Linked DNA regions of Sminthopsis crassicaudata: region 1 is linked to region 2. The links are chromatin contacts, called in public Hi-C maps. All regions are on one chromosome and are shown on one strand. Each heading gives the region's core, a stretch centred on a gene start, on an enhancer-like site or on the middle of the called end of the contact. The rest is flanking DNA. Distances are from core to core; before and after follow the strand shown. Region 1 holds the start of NR2C2AP (nuclear receptor 2C2 associated protein). Region 2 holds the start of TM6SF2 (transmembrane 6 superfamily member 2).

Region 1 (4,090 bases), core at 897-3,396, 150 kb after region 2:
GAAGGATCTCATCGTGACTGGCTTCTACTTTTTTATTGAAGCTTTTTATTTATAAATCATATGCATGGGTAATTAAAATTTTTCTTTTCTTTTCCTTCTTTGTTGTTGTTGTTGTTGTTGTTGTTGTTGTTGTTGTTGAGGCAATTGGGGTTAAGCAACTTGCCCAGGGTCACACAGCTAGGAAGTGCTAAGTGTCTGAGGCCACATTTGAACTCGGGTCCTCCTGAATCAAGGGCTGGTGCTCTATCCACTGCGCCCCCTAGCTGCACTTCTATTTTTTCTTTTTTTTTTTTAATTCTTTTTATTATCAATTCTACATTTTCTCCCTCTCTTCACCCTTTCCTCTACACATTGAGAAGGCAAGAAATATGACACCCATTATACATATGCAGTCATTTAAAAATCTCCATATTAGCCATAAATTGAAAGGGAAAAAAAAGCAAGAAAAATTAAGGGAAGATGCCTCAAGATTGAAACATATTATTTTCACTTTTTTCCTTTCTCATGGTTTTTCCCTTTTGATTTGATTCTTTGTTCACAACATTACTAATGTTTAATATGATTGTGCATGTATGACCTATATCAGATTGTTTGTCATTTTGAGGCAGGAGGGAGAAAAAAAATTTGGAACTCAAATTCTTACAAAAATGAATGTTGAAAACTATCTTAGCATGTCATTGGAAAAAATAAAATAAAAAAAAAAATGTTTCCGGCCGCAACATGTGGTAGATAACATTTTAAATCAGGAGTTGTGGTGGCTCATTTTAATGATGAGTTGCAAATTCTTTCACAATTGATCTTTACCCTTGCTGAGATAGTTTTGTTGGTTCTACTCAATTGTGCATCATTTCATGTAGGTCTTCCCCATTTTTTCTGAAACCATTCACTTCATTTCTTACAACACAATAGTATTCCATCACATTCATGTATCATGTCTTGTTTAGTGATTCCTCAAATCTGAGGGGATTCTCATTGAATTATTTTACCTCTCTTTCTTGATCATGAACTCTTTCTCTATCCAAAAATTTGACAGTTTCTTCCGTGCTCTCCTAATTTGCTCATGACGTCATCCCTCATGTTTATGCCTAGTTTTGCTGGGCTGTTTTCCCAGGAATTTTGGTCAAATAGCGAGTCGTTATTTTCTCAGTAACCTGTGACGAGAGGTGCTGGGCTGGGAGCAGGACTGGGAGTAGGGGAGGCTTGAGGAGGTTCAGAAGGGCTGCTATGGGGCTGGCTAGAAAGTCAGTTATGGAGGTACAAGGCTCATGTCTATTTCCATTGGTCTGCTTCTTTCAGGTCTCTTTTAAGCTGCGCCCCGGTTCTTTCTAAGAACGTGTGGCCGGACTAGGCGGTGCCACGGAGGGACTCAGAGACACCTAAATCCGAGTCCAGCCTCGGGCTCACCAGCTCTGGGAGCACTCTCGTCACCCCGCAGCCTCAGTGTTCTCATACGTAAAACGGGGAGAATACGGGCACGGACCTCGGAACTGTTTCCCTGTCATTTTGGCTAAGCTGAGTGGTGTGAAGAGGGGCCTTTCTCTTGGGCGGGCCGGGATAGGGGTCAGCGCGCATTGATTCAGCCCCTTCTGGTCAGGTTCCGCGCGAGGGCCCTGCCCGCCAGGGCCCGTTCTACCCGAGAAGCAGCTGGGAAACAGTGCGTCAGGGCGAGATGCGGTAGGACGAGCTGGGCGGTCTCGGGGGACGCGCTGAGACTAAGGAGGCCTGGGAAAGACTTCACTTTCTCGGTAGAAGGTGCGGTTTTAGCTGAGACGAGGGATGCAGGAAAAAGAGAAGGGCAGGGACGCCAGGGCTCGAGGGGAGGGGGTGTGCGGGAGCACCCCACAGGGAAGAGGAGGGGCGGGGCAGGCTGGGAAGGCGCTTGGCTCGGGGAGCCACTGGGGCGGGGGTGGAGAGTGCTCCTGCCCAATCCTGGGCTCTCAGTAGTGTCCCCGGAGGTGTTAGGCAAAGGGCCCAGAAGCGAGGTCAGGGAGGAGCGTTCCCGACCGCGGCTCGGGCAGGCCGGGCCTTTTAAAGTCTGAGGAGGGGCAGGCCCGCTCTGCTCCGCCCAGGCCCCAGGATGCACCGGGAAGCACTTCCCGCCCCGCCGCTCCGGTCCCCGCCCCGCCCCGCGCCTGCGCCCTGCGCGCCGTTGGCCTCCGCGTCGGCCTGGACTAGATCTCCACGTGCAGCATCCGAGAGGGAGGGGGCGCCGGCGCTCCCCACGTGATCGCGCCCGGCGCTCCCGCCTCAGTCCTTTTAAAATTGTGGACTCTCTTCCGGCCCCCTGGGCCCGGGCGCGCCGAGAGAAGCGGGAGGTCCCCGGAGCGGGGAAGCGCGGGGGGTGACGAGAGCCACGGAGGAGGAGGCGGGGTCTCTGGGCTGGCCATTCGCCGTGTCTGGGCTCAGCTTCCCCGTCTGTCCGAGGCTGGCGGTTGGAGCCGTCTCCCTCCGAGGGCCCGGGTGGGAAGGGGACATTTACTAAGCACCTTGCAGACACGCTCTCCTTGGATCGCGACTCCCCCACTGCCCCATTTTACAGATGAGGAAGCTGAGGCCGACCGCGTGACTTGGCCCACGTGGCCTGACTCTGCCCCGCCGGCGGGCCATGGCCGCCTCGGTGCCTTTGGTCTGCAGCCAGACCGTGAGCAGGTGAGGGCGGGTCCCGGGCCGGGATCGCGGGGCCGCGGCTGCCCCCCCACCCCGCGCCGCTGCCACCCCCCCCCTCGGTGTCTCCGCAGGGTGAGCTCCGTGCTGCAGCGGGACTCGAAGCAGTTTGGAAAGAAGCATCTGTTTGACGGGCAGGATGAGACGTGTTGGAATTCTGACCAGGTGACGGGGGAGGGGGGGCGGCCCCGCGGTGGGACCGGAAGAGCCCCGGGAGAGCCCACTGCAGGTTTCAGGGGCCAGCCCGCCTCCCTCCCTCCCCGTGGGAGGCTGAGGCCGCCTCTGCGTGCCGCGTACACCGGCCCCGGGGCACTCCCACAGGGCCTTGCAGGTCCACCGAGGGGCGCTGCGCACCTCTCAGGAACCCGGGGGGCGGCTGGCTTTCACTGCAGCCGGAGGCCAGTCCGAGCCCCTGCCCGCCGGGTGGGCGCTGGCATTTTCCGGGGACTGACCCCGTTTTCTTTGGCTGTCTGACCTCAGGGCACCTCCCAGTGGGTGATGCTGGAATTCCCCCAGTCCGTCCGCGTGTCTCAGGTGCAGATCCAGTTCCAGGGGGGGTTTGCGAGCCGCCAAGGCCGCTTGGAAGGTGAGGAGGGGTCAAGGGGAGGAGGGGGTGGTCTGGCCCGGCCCCTCCTGTAGGGCTCCAGCGCAGACTCTGTGCTGCTGAGCCCTTCTCTTTCCCTTCTTTAAAAACAGGTGGCAGGAAGAGCGAGTCCCTGGAGAAGATTGGGGATTTCTACCCCCAGGACAACAACTCCCTGCAGATATCCTCTCCGCTGGGGGGAGGGGGCTGGCCCAGCTCGGGTTAGGCAGCACTGGGCCGGGCTGGAGGCCTCCGTGGGAGCTGGGAGAAAAGGCGGGGGTCAGTGGGAGCTGAGGAAGCCCCTGGCAGGGACCGGGTCCTGACTGGGCTCCGAGTGGGGCCCCCAGCTCAGTCCTGTTAACCTTGACAGCGCGTGAGTTACAGCTTCCCCGTGGCAGATGTCACACTGGACAAGCTCAAGGTAACTTTCGAGAAGAGCACTGACTTTTTTGGCCGGATCATCATCTACCACCTGCGGATCCTTGGGGAGAAGCTGTGAGCGGCCCAGCAGCCCAGCTTCTCCCCTCACCCGCAGGACTCCCTGGAAGGACAGAGCAGAAGCTACACCTGCCTCTGGCCCAGTGGCCAGGAAGTAGGAGGAGTTATAATTTGGGTGACCAGAGTGGTTCCCACCCCCTCTTCTCCCCCCAAGAACCTGAGAGAACCCCAGAAAGAAGTCTCAGAGGTTCAGTTTAATCCTTCCAGGAAGCCAGGCGTGATTGGAAAACAGCTGACACACTAACAGCATCGAAGAGACGGCTCTGAAGGACTTGAGAAGTCTGGTCACTGCAGCGTCTGGCCAAGATGCTGAAGTACACGTGAGAGGTTCAGGATGCAAAATAA
Region 2 (4,044 bases), core at 543-3,042:
AGTCCCATCCCTTAGGCAGGCTACATTCTAATAGGCCAAGAGAGATCCACTAGGTGTCCAGGTAAGATGCTGGGTATCTGAACTAGGGTGGTGGCAGTGTGATTGTTGAATTTTTTCTATAAGTTTCAAGTTTCATCTTGAATGGTTTAAAAAACCAAGGGCAGCTAGAAGGCACAGTAGATAGATAGAGCACCAGCTCTAATGTCAGGAGGATGAGTTCAAATGTGGCCCCAAGAACACTTCACACTTAGCTGTGTGATCCCAAATCCTTCAGCAAAAACAAAAAAAAAAAAACTAACCAAAACCTAAACCCCAATGTCTTTATTTTAACCTCTAACAAATCTCTAGCAGTCCTTCAATTCTTAATGTAGGAGACTTAACTATGAAGGGACCTATATGCTGCCATGATATAGTCCTCTCATGTTCTAGATTAGAAAGACCTTGAGGCTGTCCCAAGAATTGTGACCCATCTTCTCAGGTGGAATGAGATCCAGGGAAGGTGGTCCTCTGGCCAGACAACTGTGGCCCCTGAAGGATCCCCTCTTTGTGGATGGAAAGTAGTTTAGTGGAGTTCACCTTTGTCCTATTCATTCCTGCATTGCCCAGATCTCAGCTTTTCCACTGCATTGTTTCTTACCTGTGGATGCCAGGAACTTGGAATCTGCCCTCTCTTGATCAGAGGATCAGGGTGGGGAGTGAACACTAGAAGGGGGCATTTCAACATTCTGGACAAAGTTCAGGTTGCCCCACCCTAAAGATGGCTATTGATAGGGGAACCAGGGTAAGAACTTCAGTCACCTATTGCCAGTTCAATGCTCTTTCCATCAAGCCATACTTCATTTTTATTCAAGGGGCAAAAACTGACAAGTCTTAGTTCTTTTAAAGCCAAATATTTGTAAAACGCAGACTAAGAGAACTTTGAGGCTGTTGATCAGGAAATGAAGGCACAATATGACCATCCAGGGAAAAGTGGATTTAAGAGCCCTCCAGTTTAGCAGATCTTAGGATGAAATGCTTGTTTTCTTCTGATCAACTACAGTGGATGTATCAGCTGGTACTGACTCCCTTTTTGTCCTTTAGGAAAATCCACTTGGGCTTGTAGGAGCCCAGTACTTGGAAAAATTTTACTGGAGTTTAGAGAGAACCTACTCCCCTACTTATCGAGCTGCTGTGGAGGATGCTAGAAATGAAATTTCCTGCCTTCTCTTTGTGGAGCCTGTTTTAGGAGGCAGGGGGCAGTACAATGATGAAATAAGATTTGGTCTCAGAATCTCATGTTTTCCTCTTTTTTTATGGGTTTGCAAAGAAAAGATATTAAGAGTGTAGGGATCATGTTTCATCAGCTCTTTCGATGGAAATAAGAGAAGGCAGAGGTGATCAATGTCTATGAATTTCATTTGTAAAATGTTAGGGCGTTAGAATAGATACTTAGAGCTCCCACATTTTGGGATACCATGATCTTTAAAGCTAGAAGCAATTATAGGAATCAATTAGTTTAATTCCAGAAATCCTCGGATCCATTGCTCTTTCCGGTAGGGTACGTTGCCTTTGCTGGAGGTTTTTTTCTTTTCCAGGTGAGGTGAATAACCTCTTTGGTGATTTGGCCTGGGAGCGCTGCGTGGCCCAGATCTGTCCTCAAGATTACTCGAGGCAGGTCGGTTAGTCGGGGACTTTCCCTGGGACATGTGTTGTGTGTGGTGGGGGAGGCCGGGGCTGTGACTGGGAGGGTGGGTGTGGCTGTGAGAGGATAGAGGTCACAGTCCCTTTAAAGGCCAGCGGAGATGTCGAAATCACCATCGAGGGAGGGATCGAGGACCTCCGGAGAGATGAGCACCAGTGACCTTTGCATGGGTGGCATCCGGGCCTCGGGCCGGGAGCTTTAGGCTCCCAAGTTGACCGCCCGGGGAGGAGCCAATTCCTTGCCATACCCGGCGACCCACGCGAGCCCAGGTGGGAAGGCTGGTCGGAGTGGGCAGGAGGCGGGGGGCGAAGAAACGAGGCAACTGGCGGTGGATAGGACGGGCGAACACCTGGAGGAGGAGGATCGGATCGGACCCGACAGCACCTGGTCAGGTGGCATCTGCCTTCCGCCCCGCCGTCGCCAGCCCCCAAGCCCTCCTCAGCCATGGAGCTTCCCGCACTGTCCGGAAAGGTCATCGCCTTCTCCCTCACCGCCTTCCCTGTGTGCTACACTTTGAACCACCTCTCTGAGCTCTCCCAGTGAGTGCTGGGCACGGCAGGGGCTGGGGAGGGGAGGGAGGAGGGCCAAGAAGAACGCTGATTTACTCACTGCGACTAAGGAAACTTAATTTTTTTTTTTTTTTTTTTTTTTTTTTTTTTTAAGAGGGGTGGAGACCAGTGCCAGGGAGTAAGGGACCTAATCGTTTAGGAGATCGGCCTTTATTAAAGTGCAGGCCACCAGGCTCCGGTGCTTTCTCCCACCCGCTGTCCCCGTGGTCACCTCCCCCCTCGGAGTGTACGTGGGAGGCAGGAAATTCATTCTCTTTCCTAAAGAGCCTCGCTAAATTGACTGGATTGGGAGTTTCTCCTTTGAGGCTGATGGGGCTTGAGAGGCAGATTTCCGACGGCCCAGACTGGTCATGCCTATCAGAGGGTGGCCTCGGGTGGCCAGCTGCTGCAGTCGGAGGGACAATCCAAGTCCCAGGAAAGCTGCTTCCCAAAGCTGCCAACAACCACTGGCTGCCAGCGCTGAGCTGCTTTTGGTTTTCCTGGTTCCTGTTTTAGTCTCCATAGGAGACAACAGTCCCTGCCCTCTTGGATCCGAGGGGTGATCAAAGGCTGGATTTATCACACTCCCCGGTAGAGAACAATAACAGAGTAGGTTAACTAAATGCAAATTTGATATTCAAGGGCCAAGGTTCTTGGCAAAGATACCTTGTGAGAGTCGCGTGCATAGGGTAACCGTTCTCCAAGATTACGGGCGGGAGACCTTGGCCAGATCACCGACCCTCCGGCGTCAGCTTTCTCCTCTATAGTAAGGAGGCCCGCTAACTCCCGCTTTGACAGCATCAGACATTCTCACTCCCTGACAAGGGTTGTTTTTCTGGACTCCTGGAGACACAGCCCTCTTCCTTCCTCCTCATGGCACAATTTCCCATTTTTAGTAGTAGTGTTTTAAATGAAGGTTCCCCGGATCGATTTTTGAGAGGCACCTTAATGACTGAAGGCGGATAATCCCATTCTTTTTTATGATATTAGCTCGCTGTGTGATCTTAGGAAAGCTACTCTGTCTCTGACCTTCGGTTTCCTGCTCTGTTCACTGACTGCTTCATAAATTTAGAAGTGGGAGAGACCTCAAAGGCAATCTAATACAACCCTCTCATTTTACGAGGAAACTGAGACCTAGAGAAGTCGTCCTTGTCAGAGTCAGAATTCGAACCAGAGGCCTTTGCTTCCCAAGACAATGCTGGTTTTCTCTGTGCCATCTAATAGGTCCTGAATCTGTGGGCACTAGGTAGTGCAGACAGAAAATCTGTGAAATCTGGAAAACTCATCTTCCTGACTTCAAGTCTGGTCTCGAGCACTAGCTGTGTGACTCTGAGCAAGTCATTTCACTCTGCCTCAATTTCCTCAGTTGTAAAATGAGCTGGAGAAGTAAATGACAAATCACTTCAGTGTCTTTTCCAAGTAAATCCAAAATCCAAAAACAGGGCATGAGGAATTTGACATGGCTGAATAACAACAACAACAAATTTTGGAATGAATGGGCTGTTCAGGGAGGACTAGCAACTGGTGGGAGGTGTTCCCGAGTCCTACACTGGACTCCACATCTACCTCTGGTGTCCACCTTGTCCCCTGGGGCTCCAAAGAAGCTGTAACTTGCAGAGTGGCCACATCCCAATAAACTGTCTTGATTTCGCCTTTTGGTGAATTAGGGGGATATCTAGCCCAAAGCTTATGAAGACTTCCCTTGGCAGAATGAGCATTTGAGAACAATTTGTTGCAAAGGCCCTGAAGGCAGCTAACAGCTTTGTCAGACATTTTGGCTTTTGTCCTGCCATCGAACTTGAATAACTTTGGAAG

Evidence for each region. A called contact is a pair of places that touch in the nucleus more often than the background predicts.
Region 1: a contact with region 2 is called in a Hi-C map of hippocampus, with 3 times the contacts expected there. The contact joins the promoter of NR2C2AP here to the promoter of TM6SF2 in region 2. A contact is called at or near these places in 2 of 2 Hi-C or Micro-C datasets (fibroblasts and hippocampus).

Annotation. Positions count from the first base shown.
Region 1 is chr1:62,442,167-62,446,256 of ASM4859323v1, forward strand. It overlaps NR2C2AP (nuclear receptor 2C2 associated protein), which reads left to right and starts at 2,147. Exons shown (of 5, transcript XM_074307226.1): 1 at 2,147-2,649; 2 at 2,739-2,829; 3 at 3,145-3,250; 4 at 3,361-3,428; 5 at 3,630-4,090. The coding sequence starts at 2,606. The coding sequence ends at 3,746. It also overlaps a transcript of RFXANK not described here.
Region 2 is chr1:62,291,810-62,295,853 of ASM4859323v1, forward strand. It overlaps TM6SF2 (transmembrane 6 superfamily member 2), which reads left to right and starts at 1,793. Exons shown (of 10, transcript XM_074307020.1): 1 at 1,793-2,220. The coding sequence starts at 2,126.